Regions from separate parts of the Sus scrofa genome. Here region 1 is linked to region 2. A link is a contact called in public Hi-C data. All regions are on one chromosome and are shown on one strand. The core of a region is the stretch at or near the end of the contact, and the rest is flanking DNA. Distances in the headings are between cores, read along the strand shown.

The links. Hi-C and Micro-C count contacts between places; a contact is called where the count stands out from the background.
Region 1: a contact with region 2 is called in a Hi-C map of liver, with 2.6 times the contacts expected there. The contact joins two enhancer-like sites. A contact is called at or near these places in 1 of 5 promoter capture datasets (liver) and 4 of 47 Hi-C or Micro-C datasets (fetal liver and liver).

What each region holds. Positions count from the first base shown.
Region 1 is chr13:12,315,045-12,321,063 of Sscrofa11.1, forward strand. No RefSeq gene overlaps it. Among named protein-coding and RNA genes, the nearest start is that of RARB, 18 kb to the right of the region's middle. Within about 2 kb of position 2,792, at least 9 of the 83 cell types and tissues checked have an H3K27ac peak or open chromatin away from gene starts, as enhancers often do. A contact at or near this core is called in fetal liver and liver, where this site is marked.
Region 2 is chr13:12,247,986-12,254,265 of Sscrofa11.1, forward strand. No RefSeq gene overlaps it. Among named protein-coding and RNA genes, the nearest start is that of RARB, 85 kb to the right of the region's middle. Within about 2 kb of position 1,711, at least 5 of the 83 cell types and tissues checked have an H3K27ac peak or open chromatin away from gene starts, as enhancers often do. A contact at or near this core is called in fetal liver and liver, where this site is marked.

The sequences.
Region 1 (6,019 bases), core at 1,542-4,041, 68 kb after region 2:
CAATAAAAAAATGAACAAAACATCTAAATAAGCATTTCTCCAAAGACAGACAGGTGGCCAAAAAGCACAAGAAAAGATGCTCTAACATCACTAATTATTAGAGAAACTGCAAACCAAAACTGCACTAGTCAGAATGGCCATCATTAAAATTCTACAAACAATAAATGCTGGAGAAGGTATGGAGAAAAAGGAACGTGCCTGTACTGTTGGTAGGAGTGTAAATTGGTATAGCCGCTATGGATAACAGTCTGGAGTTTCCCTATAAAATTAAAAATTGAGTTGCCATATGATCCAGAAATCCCACTCCTGGGCGTATATCCAGACAAAACTAGATAGAATTCAAGAAGATACACCTCAGAGTTTCCATTGTGTCTCAGCATTTAACAAACCCAACTAGGATCCATGAGGACACAGGTTCAATCCCTGGCCTCACTCACCCTGGGTTAAGGATCCAGCGTTGCCCTGAGCTGTGGTGTAGGTCACAGATGTGGCTCAGGTCCTGAGTTGCTGTGGCTGTGGTGTAGGCAGGCAGCTATAGCTCCGATCTGACCCCAAGCCTGGGAACCTCCATATGTCACAGGTGTGGCCCTAAAAAGACAAAAGGACGAAAAAGAAAAGAAAAAGATACACCTCCGTGTTCATTGAAGCCTATTTACTCACTGGCATTTGAGACATGTTGACTGAAACTGAGTTTCCTCTTCCGTAATATGAGAATAACAACATTTGAATGTTGCTGGAGAAACAGTTTATAATATGTACAAGGTGCCTACTTGACTACAGTACATTTTCAGTTAAAGGTATAATAATCATTACCATCCCTGACTCTACTCTGAATTTCCTCTTTCTGTACCTCTGAGCACTGTTCTACCAGCTGGCTGTGACCTCGCCCCTTTTCATGCCCATCTTAGTTCCATTCTTCAAGGTCCATCTTTTTTTATATCTGTACATGCTCACACACACACACACGCCTGCAGAAAACTGTCAGCCCCATTCATTTCCTTTCACCCTCCCCTCTGCACAAACCAAAGGCTGCTTACATAACACCTGCAGCTCTCTGCCCAAAGGCATTTTTCCTGACCGTAAGAGCATCTTGGCTCTCAGGCCATGCAAAATGGAAGTGTCTGAAGATTAAACAACTCTCAGAAAGGGCCCCTGGGAAGTTGGTGCATGAATCCTCCAGCCTTCTTGCTCTTTGGGGAGGATGGCTCTCAAGTGTGTTCTACACTTTCCCCCAAGACCCCTAGCAGGACTGAACTCCAGCTGCCCACGGGACAACTTCGAAGTGACACAGCCTGTACCTGTATCACCTCCCTCACTGCCCACCACTGCTTCCTGAGATGCCCCATAGAAACTACATGCACTCAAAACCTTCTCTTGGTGTCTGTTTGTGAAGAACCCAATCTAAGACACAAACCTAACCTGTCATCTTTCATCAACCACACAGGATGCGCTCAGCTGCTCGCTTCTTGACTCCTCAGTAACACCTGACTTAATGGGTGGTAAACAGTCAGTGCTCACTGCACACAGTTGCCATAGGACACTGGAGGTATGGTTCATGCAGTATCTCCAGTGCTACCCATTCTTTTTCCCTCAAAGAATCGTTAAGGGATGATCTGCCTGGCCCCAGGCAGCAAGCAAAGCAAGCAATAACAGCAAATGCCACTGTGGCATATAAAACGATAGATAACAACAGCAGTAACAGCTCTGCTATTGAATACCTAGGTGGGAGAGCACCAGTGCAGCAGGTCCTTTGTGATTCTGTCTGACAATCTGGGCCCCTTGCCAAAGTAGCCTTAGCCCCCCAACATGAGCTCTCTGTCCTTTGCTCCTTGATACCAAGAAGAAAATGTGTAGCTCATGAATTTCTTCTCCTGTAGCTCATGAATTGCTTCTCCTGATACAACAACAACAAAAAAAAATTCTTTCACCTTTATTTTCTTGTTGTTTCCTCAAGAGACCATGCAACTGACTTTGCTTTTGTCATTAAGCATCTGCTCGGTATGGTTCCACGAACCCTCTCTCCCCTCATCAGATCGCGCGCCATATGCCATTTTCTGCAGGGCTTGCACATTTTCTTGGTTGACAGTCACCATAAACTTTTGCATGTCTGGAACACATTCATCATCAACTCAAGACTTTATTCAAAGTTGTGTTAACTCTTCTGTGAACAACTTGACTATTCAGGATTCATGGGGAATGTGAAATCCTAGAATGACAGTGGTCATTAGCATTAATTGAGGGACTCTGCTTGAAATTTCTGAAGATTTGAAAGCGCTAAAGAGGGGTGCAGCATTTAAATTGAACAAAACTTAGCTTCATTTATTCCAAAGGCCTCTGGTGGTGTCCCCTCTAATAGTACGCAACATTTAATGCCACAAAGAGAACCCAGGGTCCGTCACATCCAATCTCCAGAAATTTCACTCTTACTAACTCCATGGGTACCGAAGGTACTTTAATGCCTTTTATACAGTGAGGCCTTGCTTTCACATCGGGAACTGTTCCAGTGTTCTTTATTGGGAAGTTGCACCAACAGTGAAAACGTGGCTAACTTTGGTCCTGGACAAATTCTAAATCAGATATGCATGGATTTACATCAGACAGTCTCTCAGTGCTACAGATCTTGATCCTTTTTTCATATTTGAGCACCATTTACACAAATCCAGTTCTTGTTTTCATCCATTCTCTTTGCTGATAATTCATCCACCAGTCCTCTTGTTGAGACTTTGTACTCTGACCAAACATGCTGTGTGGATCTCCCAGTCCTGAATTTGGTAACAGAACAACTGACTGTGGGTCACCCTATGACTCAAGCAATTACAGGCTAAGCTGTGACCAAGCGGGCACAGCCTGACGCCCAGGGATTCCAACTGGCTGGATAATCCAGTGGTCCTTTCCCAGGTGCTGCCCTTAAAAAGTTTTATAAAGCTGTCTCTAGAGTTTTCTCTCAAACCAGTGGCAGAATACATACTGGCAACAAACTACCCTGTCCTCTGGTTCTCATGAACAAGGCAGTTCTTTTTATCCTGAAGTCTCAGCTGACATCAGCTGACTGTATAGAGAATTCTTTCATGCATATCTGTCTTCCTTCCCTTTGACTCTGAGCCTTGTGGTATCTATGTTACGCAAAGTAAGCCATGACTTGTTTCATTTATTTATTCTTTGCTTAATTTACTTGATGGTCCCCTAAGCCCTAATAGAGAAAACCTAGGGGGAAAAAATGGGCTGGTGTCTGAGCTGAAATTCGATAGCCTAAGGGTCCTCGGATCCCCTTACTTAGGTCAATTTACAGGAGCTAATATTAGATATCTCTCTCCAACTCTGGGTCCAGTGATGTCATGTTAGGTGATTCTTGAACTTGGCCATGGTCAGAGTATTTACTCCATGGAAATCAGCAAATACTGTGAATCAGAGCTTCTCCCCCACAGAGAGCCAGTTGTTAAATATTTACCAGCACACCACTGGGCAAAGGTCAGCTTATATTTGGCATAAAAATTTAAGATCTTACAAAAGCATTTGAGAAATTTTCTGAGGAATTGGAGTTTTTTTCTGTAAATTAGTGGATTCCAGCCCCTTGGGACTTGGTATCTCCACTATCTACTAAATACTTTATAAAACATCCTATTTGGTTCTGAAATGAAATTCATAGATTAACATAATCTACCTGCATGAAACATTAAAAAAAGAAATCATCATAATCTCCCAATGATAATGTAAAGGAAAAGTGAAATGAAAGGTATTTATAATAGGAGAACTTATGTTTTAGTATGAAAATTTGGGACATGTCTCTGCTAGAAAACAAGATAAGGTAGCCTAACGTTCATATCTTTATAGAGAACCACAAAGAAAGCAGCAGCTATGATGCAAACTGAGAGGTGAGGTTTTGGCAAATCAACGTGATTTTTCTGAAAGAATGAACAATTCTTAATAAAGTTCTGCACAATATGAAACAAGCTCCTCTAGAGTTCCCTGGTAGCCTAGCAACTAAGGATGTGGCATTGTCAGTGCTGTGGCTCAGGCTGCTGCTGTGGCACTGTTTCAGTCCCTGGCCCAGGAACTTCTGCATGCCATGGACACAGCCAAAAAAATAAAATAAAATGGTCTTTCCTCGATCCACAAGGGAATTGATTCTTAGAAGATCCAGGGCCTATTAAAACCAAGCAAAAAATAGTTTGTGTGTTTGGACAAGAAGAAATTTGTTTCTAGGTCCAGGTTACTTACCTTCATGGATTACCTACCTTCTAAGGTCACGTGCAACACGGGTAGTTCTCCACTGTACAAAACAGCTGACATTTCTAGCATCACCCACTAAATTCCAGGAGTGCCCTCAGTCAAAGAGGCAACCAAAATATCTCCTAGAGACTCAAAAAACAGCCTAGGAGAGTACTGTCCCTAGTTGAGATCCAGTACTCTATACCAAGGTCAAGGAAATGTCCTTCAGGGCCTGGCCCATACTCTTTCGTCTTGATGGGTTGGTACCAAAACGGAGAATTTATTGGCTGAAAGGACAGTGACCCCTGGGCATCCAGAGAGGAGGTCCCAAGCTACCCAGAACCTCAGCAAGCCCAGAAGATGCGGGGACCACTGGAAGAGACACAGGGGCTCCGAGGAAGAGGGAGGGAGCTGGAAAAATGCTTCCAGCTGGAGAAGTGCCACAGGAAGCTAGGAACTGAGGGCTGGGCGAAGACAGGAGAGAGGCAGCTGACTTTGGGGAAATGGCCAAATGCAAGTGGAATCACCAGTCCTGCTTTCAAAAATTGTCTTTCATCTAGGACTTGTAAGTGGCACGAAGGATAGTGATCACAGGCTGGGCAGCCCCTGGAAATGAGTCTGTAAATTATCTAATCACTCTTGGCTTCTATTATTACACTGTGGTCAAGGTGCTTCTTGGTGGGGAATTGACAGCAATCAATTATCTAAAGGAAAATGGATCTTTATTTTCTCTTTTGTCCTCTGTCCCTTCTTCCCTTCTTTCTCCTAAGTTTAATTTCTTGGGTGTTTATTTAAAAGATAAAAATGATATCCTATTATATTGAGGGCTTGTTGTTTCTTCATTAGGTGTTGCTATTAAATAAGAGACCCAGTTATGTACATGCTGACATGAGGTTTCAGCAAATGCTCTTTGTACTTTAGAGTTAAATATTCAAAGCTGGTTCTGTAGTGACCCCTGCCCCAGTCTCCCTGCCTCCCTCCCCCCCACCCGCCCCCTGCCGTGTTTGACGTGGTTGTGGTGAGGCCTCCTCACCTTCTCAAGATTGTTGACTGGAATAGTTGTTCTCAAACCTTTCAATCCAAGGATCAATTGAGAGAAATTTAAAAAAAAAAAAAACTGTCAGTCCTATGTCTCATCTATATTTTTTAAGTAAACACTTTTTTTGAAACATAGAAACGAGTGCACAAATCATAAGAATAGAGTTGGGAATTTTTTTTACAACTGACCATATACATTTTACTAGCAGCCAGATCCAAGAAACAGAACACTGGGAGTTCACATTGTGGCTCAGCCAGTTAAGGACCCAACATTTTTTCTCCATCCCTGGCCTTACTCAGTGGGTTAAGGATCCGGTGTTGCTGAAAGCTGTGGCATAGGCGGGAGGTACGGCTCAGATCCAGTGTTGCTGTGGGTGTGGCGCAGGCTGGCAGTTGCATCTGCAGCATATGGAAATTCCCAAGCTAGGGGAGCCACAGCTGCCAGTCTACACCAGAGCTACAGCAACGTGGGAGCCGAGCCGCATCTGCGACCTACACCACAGTTCATGGCATCCTTAACCCACTGAGCAAGTTCAGGGATCAAACCTGCGTCCTCATGGATACTAGTTGGGTTCATTACCACTAGGCCACTACGGGAACTCTGACCGGCAGCCGCTTCTCTAATTTGACTCCTAGCCTAGGAACTTCCATATGCTGCAGGTGCGGCCCTAAAAAGAAAAAAAGAAAAAGACAGCTTTTTACCTCCTTCTGGTCACTAATCCTGACCCATGGGTGACAGGCATCCTAACTTATAACATCGTAGATTAATTAG
Region 2 (6,280 bases), core at 461-2,960:
CTCATCGGCTTTAGAAATGGCATCACCATTACTGAGCACCCAAACATACACACATGAGGAATTAAGCAAAGTACTAAAATATAAAAGTTTTCTTGCGTCCACGTGCTCCATTTTGGTTACATAGACAATATGACCTGTAATTTCCCCTGGGAGAACTAGAGATGTGGCAGCTTGAGGTCATGTTTACTAAGAGAATGCTCTGGTCTGAGGGCCCCTGGCTATTGTCACACTGTTTGTTTTCCGTGATTGGAATGTGTGGAGGTGGGCTAGTGTCTAAATTGAATGGGTGAAGAGAAACAGACATTCTCTTTGCCACCTTTGCAGAAAGGCGGCTGGGGAATAAAGGTACTGAATTACCTGCTGTCAATTATTGATGGCTCTGGCTGGAATCATTTACCCTCTCCAGTTACACTGACATGTGGCCAAAAGGCAGCTGTCAGCCTGCTTGGTTCTTCAGCAACCTCTTATGCATAGGAAAGTTCCCAGGAAAAGGCTGAAATCAGCCTTAGAAGCTTCTGTAGATTTCTGGCAAACTCAGGACAACTTCATCATTCATAAGTTGTTATTTGTGTGTCATTCATCTATTCACTCATTTAAGTTTATCCATGAAAGAAAGCGAGGCTGATAGCGGTTTGGTTATTAAAAGAGTGAAATACAGTTGACCATTCAACAATGCCAGAGGGCTTAGGGGCCCCGACCCAGTGCCACTGAAAATCCACATATAACTCATATCCAAGGTTCCACATCTGTGGATTAAACCATTTGCAAATCACATAGATTTTTTCTACTATTGAAAAAACCCTCGTGTAAGTGGACCCATGCTGTCCAAACCTGTGTTGTTCAAGGGTCCACTATCCTGAGCCCCCCCACCACTAAGAAGATCTCCTGGGTTGACCCACAAGAACTCCTCACCGACCCTTCCCCAAATCAGCACTCAACAGTTACTGACATAGCAGGGAGCCTCCTGGCACAGGTCAATTCTGAGTAGCAGTACCCACTACATTCCACCTGATGAATATTTAAATATCAGGCTTCCTGAGACTGTAGCAGCAACAAGACTTTCATTTGAAGGTTCTATGTCCTTTACTTCTTAACAATCCAAGGGTAGCTTAACAAGAGATGGAATTCACATCAAATGAAAATATTAAACCCTTTGGAGACATCCTATAGGAGAAACACTCCAGGGTCTCTTCCCACTGCCTTGCGCTACCAAAACAGGCCTCATACCCTTTGCCTAACCGGAGAGCATTTTCAAAGAAAGGGTGTTCTGGCTTTTTTTTTTTTTTTTTGGTCTTTTTTGCTTTTTGAGCCATACCCTCAGCCTATGGAAGTTCTCAGGCTAGGGGTCAAATTGGAGCTACAACTGCCAGCCTACACCACAGCCACAACAAGTGGGGATTGAGCCAAGTCTGCGAATTACACCACAGCTCCACGGCAACACTGGATTCGTAACCCACTGAGCAAGGCCAGAGATCAAACCCGAATCCTCATAAATACTAGTCGGATTCACTTTCACTGCACCACCCTGGGAACTCTCAAGGGTATTCTAGCTTTAACATCCACAACTGAGCAAGGATCTCCTCGCTCCTATACGGCCTGTCTCCTGGGCTGGGATGCATGATTGCATCGTATTTCATCCCAGGCTCCCTGCACGGCACTTCCAGAGAAGGACTGAGGACAGGGTCCAGTTAATAAGATAGCCTGCAATGCCTGGCAACCTGTTCATTTTCTGGAAAAGAACTTTGTCCTCGGCAGTTCCCACAGAACACTGCTTGAATCTCACCTAACTCTGGCCACCGTCTCTGTGCTGTGATTTAGACAGTTTCTCAGAAATAAACTATTGAAAGGTGGAGACGACCATGAGCTTAAGACCTGCGGAGGTCCTGAGTGGGTGGAAAGGCCCTGTAAGGGCACGTGAAAAAGAAGACCTTCAGCCCACTAACCTTCGGAAACAGATGCCTAAAGTGAGAGGGGACGCTCAGGACAAAGGTCACTGACCCGAAATGCAGACTAGCTGCCACTGTCCTTCCTGTGATAGGGCCCCCCTCCTCCATCTCCATGCCAGGCTGATTCCACATGCTTCCGAGGGCCATTGGAAGGGAAGGGAGATTTGCAGCCCTTCTATGTTCACCTCATTGCCCTGGTCTAGGGAATTTTTCCCTGTAGGGGCTCCCCTGGTGAGAGGCTTTCACCTCCATGGGATAATAGATTAATCTCTCAATTACCTGAGTTCTAGATTCAACCACCCGTCCATTCTGAGCCATGATTCCTATAAAATTTAAAATCTGCTTTCAGGAGTTCCCGTCATGGCTCAGCAGTTAACGAAGCTGACTAGCATCCATGAAGATGCAGATTCGATCCCTGGCCTTGCTCAGTGGGTTAAGGATCCGGCGTTGCCATGAGTTTGTGGTATAGGTTGCAGATGCGGCTCAGATCCTGCATTGCTGTGGCTGTGGCCTAGGCCGGCAGTTGCAGCTCTGATTGGACCCCTAGCCTGGGAATCTCCATATGCCACTGGTGAGGCCTTAGAAAGAAAAAAATAAAATAAAATAAAATCTATTTGTAATACATGAGGAAGGAGTCACCACCATCAAGCTCCCTTTCATAGAAAAAAAAATAGAAATGTATATTGTTATTGGTTCTTGTACCTCTGGTTTTATTTTCTAAGAACCCTGGATATGTGAATCACTGTGTCGTTCTGACCAAAAAAAAAAAAAAAAACAAAAAGACTTAGAAAACACAGCAGTACTTTCTTTTTTCACTCAAAGGATATGGCTCCACAAAGTATGAAAGAAATATTTTGCCTCCCTTCAGTTTTGCTCTCCTTGGCCATTGACTTGGACAGACAGGTGATAGGCCAGAAAGATTTAAGAGGGAAGCTCTGTCTTGGGAAGAAGAACATAGGTCAAAAGCCCAGCAGAGAATCTGAAGAAAGATCTTACTTTGGGGAAGCCATCGCCCGAGCCCAAAGCAAGTGAAAACCAAGTGTGGATTGATTGGGCAAATAATTAGGAAGAATCAAGGCTCGTGGAATTGCTATTCTAGTGGCGGGTTATCAGAGTAAGTGCAGAGTCATTGTCATTAATCATTGACTATCAGAATTACCATCAGGAAGTCTTCTGCTAATATTCCCCTTCCCACCATGAGTGCTGAGTCATGGACTAAATGGGCATTGCCTTGCTTCTCCATCTGTTTTCATTTGAAGGAACACACAAACAGCAGGAAATAATCAGTGCACACAGAAGGGTTCCCGCTAGCACTCAGTTAGTACCGCCCCCGGGGTGAGCAGGAGATGGGGTTCCTGGACAGCACAGCTCTTTCCTTATTCTCATTCCCACTGTAGCATCTAAGACAGGGCCCATGCATGGACAGGTCAGAAGAAGGGGAGCAGGACATAGGGTACATGCAGTCTGGACATGTAGGTGGATGTGCACAGTGTCCTCTAGGGTGCCTTCGACCTGCAGAAAAGTGAAACAACACCGTCTATGCTTCCAGACTTCATGGCACCCTGCAGTTGGTGAAACGGTGAGTAGGAAAAGGTTATAGGACACACTGTTTAGCCAGGGTGCAAACCAGAGAGGATTTAGCCCCTATTTGGCAATTATTCAACAAACACTTCTACAAGAAGTGACTTTTAAAGATTTCTGAATAAAGCAAAAAGGCTTGAAAAGCATACCAAGGAAAGAGATTTGGGTGAAAGATGAACACGATTGTTGTCATCTCCTTGTGGTGTGATCGAGTCCAGTAGGCATCTTTCCAGTCTTTGTTTAAATCCATGGTTCTGAACTGGGCACAGTTTTGCCCCCTTCCCCCCGCCCCCAAGGAATATTTGGGGTTGTCACAATGGAGAGGGGAAAGCTATTGGCATTTAGCGGGAGGAGGCTAGGAATCTTGCTAACCACCCTACAATGCACAGGGCAGCCCCTACAGCAAAGACGTCGCTACCCCCAAGTGTCAGCAGTGCCAAGGCTGAGAAACTGTGGTTTCAGTATACCTTGGGGAAGCCTCCCCTGACACACCTCAAACCACTCTAACTTCCTAGAATAGCCTCACCTTACCTGGTACTTCCCCTCTGTAGCATTTATCACACTCATAGTTAAGTAATTAATATTTGTCTCTTCCATTAAAAGTCAAACTTCCTAGAAAAGGAAACTATGTGCATCTCATTCACCACTATCTCCTAGCACCTCTCAGAGCATGTGGCACATCGTAGAACACAAACACATATCTGTTGAATGAATGAATTAGCAAACGACTAATATTAGGAAATGAGCAACCTAGACACTCGAGTTGCAGTTTCACCAAGCATCTGAACTTTGTCAGGTAGGCTTGGAATTATCCTCTATTTCAGTTCAAGAAAGTGATGAGTTCACTGGTGGTATGAAGGGAAGGTGGAACTAATAGTCCTTTGTGCATATTCTTTTAATGTGTAGACTTAACACAGTATTTCCAGCACTTTAGCTCTTTATCAGCAAAGGAACTTGGATGTCAACCATGACAAAAAAATCTCCGGAAGTTGAGCAAGGATTGATCTTCTGGCAAAGGCTCTTCAAGAGCTCCCCCAAGACCCATTTAGCCTTTGGTTTCGCCATGAAAGGGAGAAGCAGAGCAGGCACCAACCTTCTTGGTTCAGTTGGACCCAACATTAGCAAAATGCCTGTACCTGGACTAATGAGGTGGCAAGGAAAGTGACCTGTCTTTGTTGGGGCCACTATACTAGGGTCTTCTACTACCTGCAGCTGAACATGGGTCTGCCTGATGCTACATCTTTCTGATGTGGCAGTTCATCTTTCTCTTTTTAATGATGTGAGAACAGAAACAGAAATGTTAGCTATCATAGTTTGACCTGAACTTAAATCTCATCTAAAGCACAAAGTAAATGAAAGAATCTAAGGTAGTAAAGACTGTGGCATTGACAATGAATGAGGAGTCCAGCCTACATGACAGAAAAACAATGAGTGCTAGGCCTATAGAATGTCCTCAGTCAATAGTTTCCCAAGTGAAAATTTGCAGTTTTTTCCCCTGTGGTCTCTAAAGTACATCATTGTGGAGAGAGAGAGAGGTATGAAAGTCTGGAGGAGGAAATTAATTTTTTTTCTCATCTCTGCTTTTTCATCTCAAGCCATAGTTCGTGTATTTGGAATAGAAGGGAAGACAAAGCTCTTAATTAAGAGAAAATCTGAAGGAAAAAAACTTTATTCAAGAAAAGAGTATTTTGGGAGTTCCCATCTTGGCTCAGTGGTTAACGAACCTGACTAGCATCCATGAAAATACAGGTTTGATCCCTGGCCTAGCTCAGTGGGTTAAGGATGTTGCATTGCCGTGAGCTGTGGTGTAGGTCACAGACGAGGCTCGGATATAGAATTACTGTGGCTGTGGCATAGGCTGGCAGCTGCAGCTCCAATTGGACCCCTAGCCTAGAAACCTCCATATGCCATAGTTGGGGCCCTAAAAAGACAAAAGACAAAAAAAAATTTTTTTTTAATTTTGAAAAAAAAAATTCCCACATCCAGTTCTTTATTTTTTTTTAAGGTATAATTAATTTCAATACGAGTTTTTAGGTATATAATTAGAACCCACTTCTTTAAATAAATAGCTTAGGAAATACTGAGTTAAACTGTTACTGCCTTTGCTAAGCCAGTATGTGCTGTTTTCCTGATAGATATATGGTTTGCTACTTTCCTAAGTCCTATTCAACTATGCAACCCCCCCAAAAAAAAAAGAAATTCCAGAGGTTAAAAAAAAAAATCATGGGATAATTGTTACCCAATCATTTTCTCTCATGGCTGCAGTGGACCTATACAGCTCATGGCAAAGTTTGGGAACTACTGTCTTATATTATAAGGCATATAGTGAGGAAAATAGAGTTTACAGGAAGAACTGATTAAAAGGACAGAAGAAGGCAATTCATAAAATAGAAACCTCAAGCAGACAGAAAGACACAGGATTTATGAGAGGAAAGCTTGAGTTTCCCACCTTCCATGACAGCCTCTAAGTGTGTGGCTTAACGTGGAGACCAAAGACAGCAGGTTGGCGACGTTTTAAGCTAAGAATCAGGAGCTTGGTATTATATTCCAGAAAATTCCTCTGACTGACTTGGATCACTTTTTGAAGCCAGTTGCCTAAATAAATCCTTCATTTCTTCTTTCATAAAATCGTATTTGAAAATAAGCTAGAAGCTCAAGTTGGTGGAGAACTTTTGAGCTATTCAAGAGTAAAGCAGCCTGTGATACTTTGTGAAAAACAATTATGTTGACTAATTTCAGTCTGAGGTTCTGAG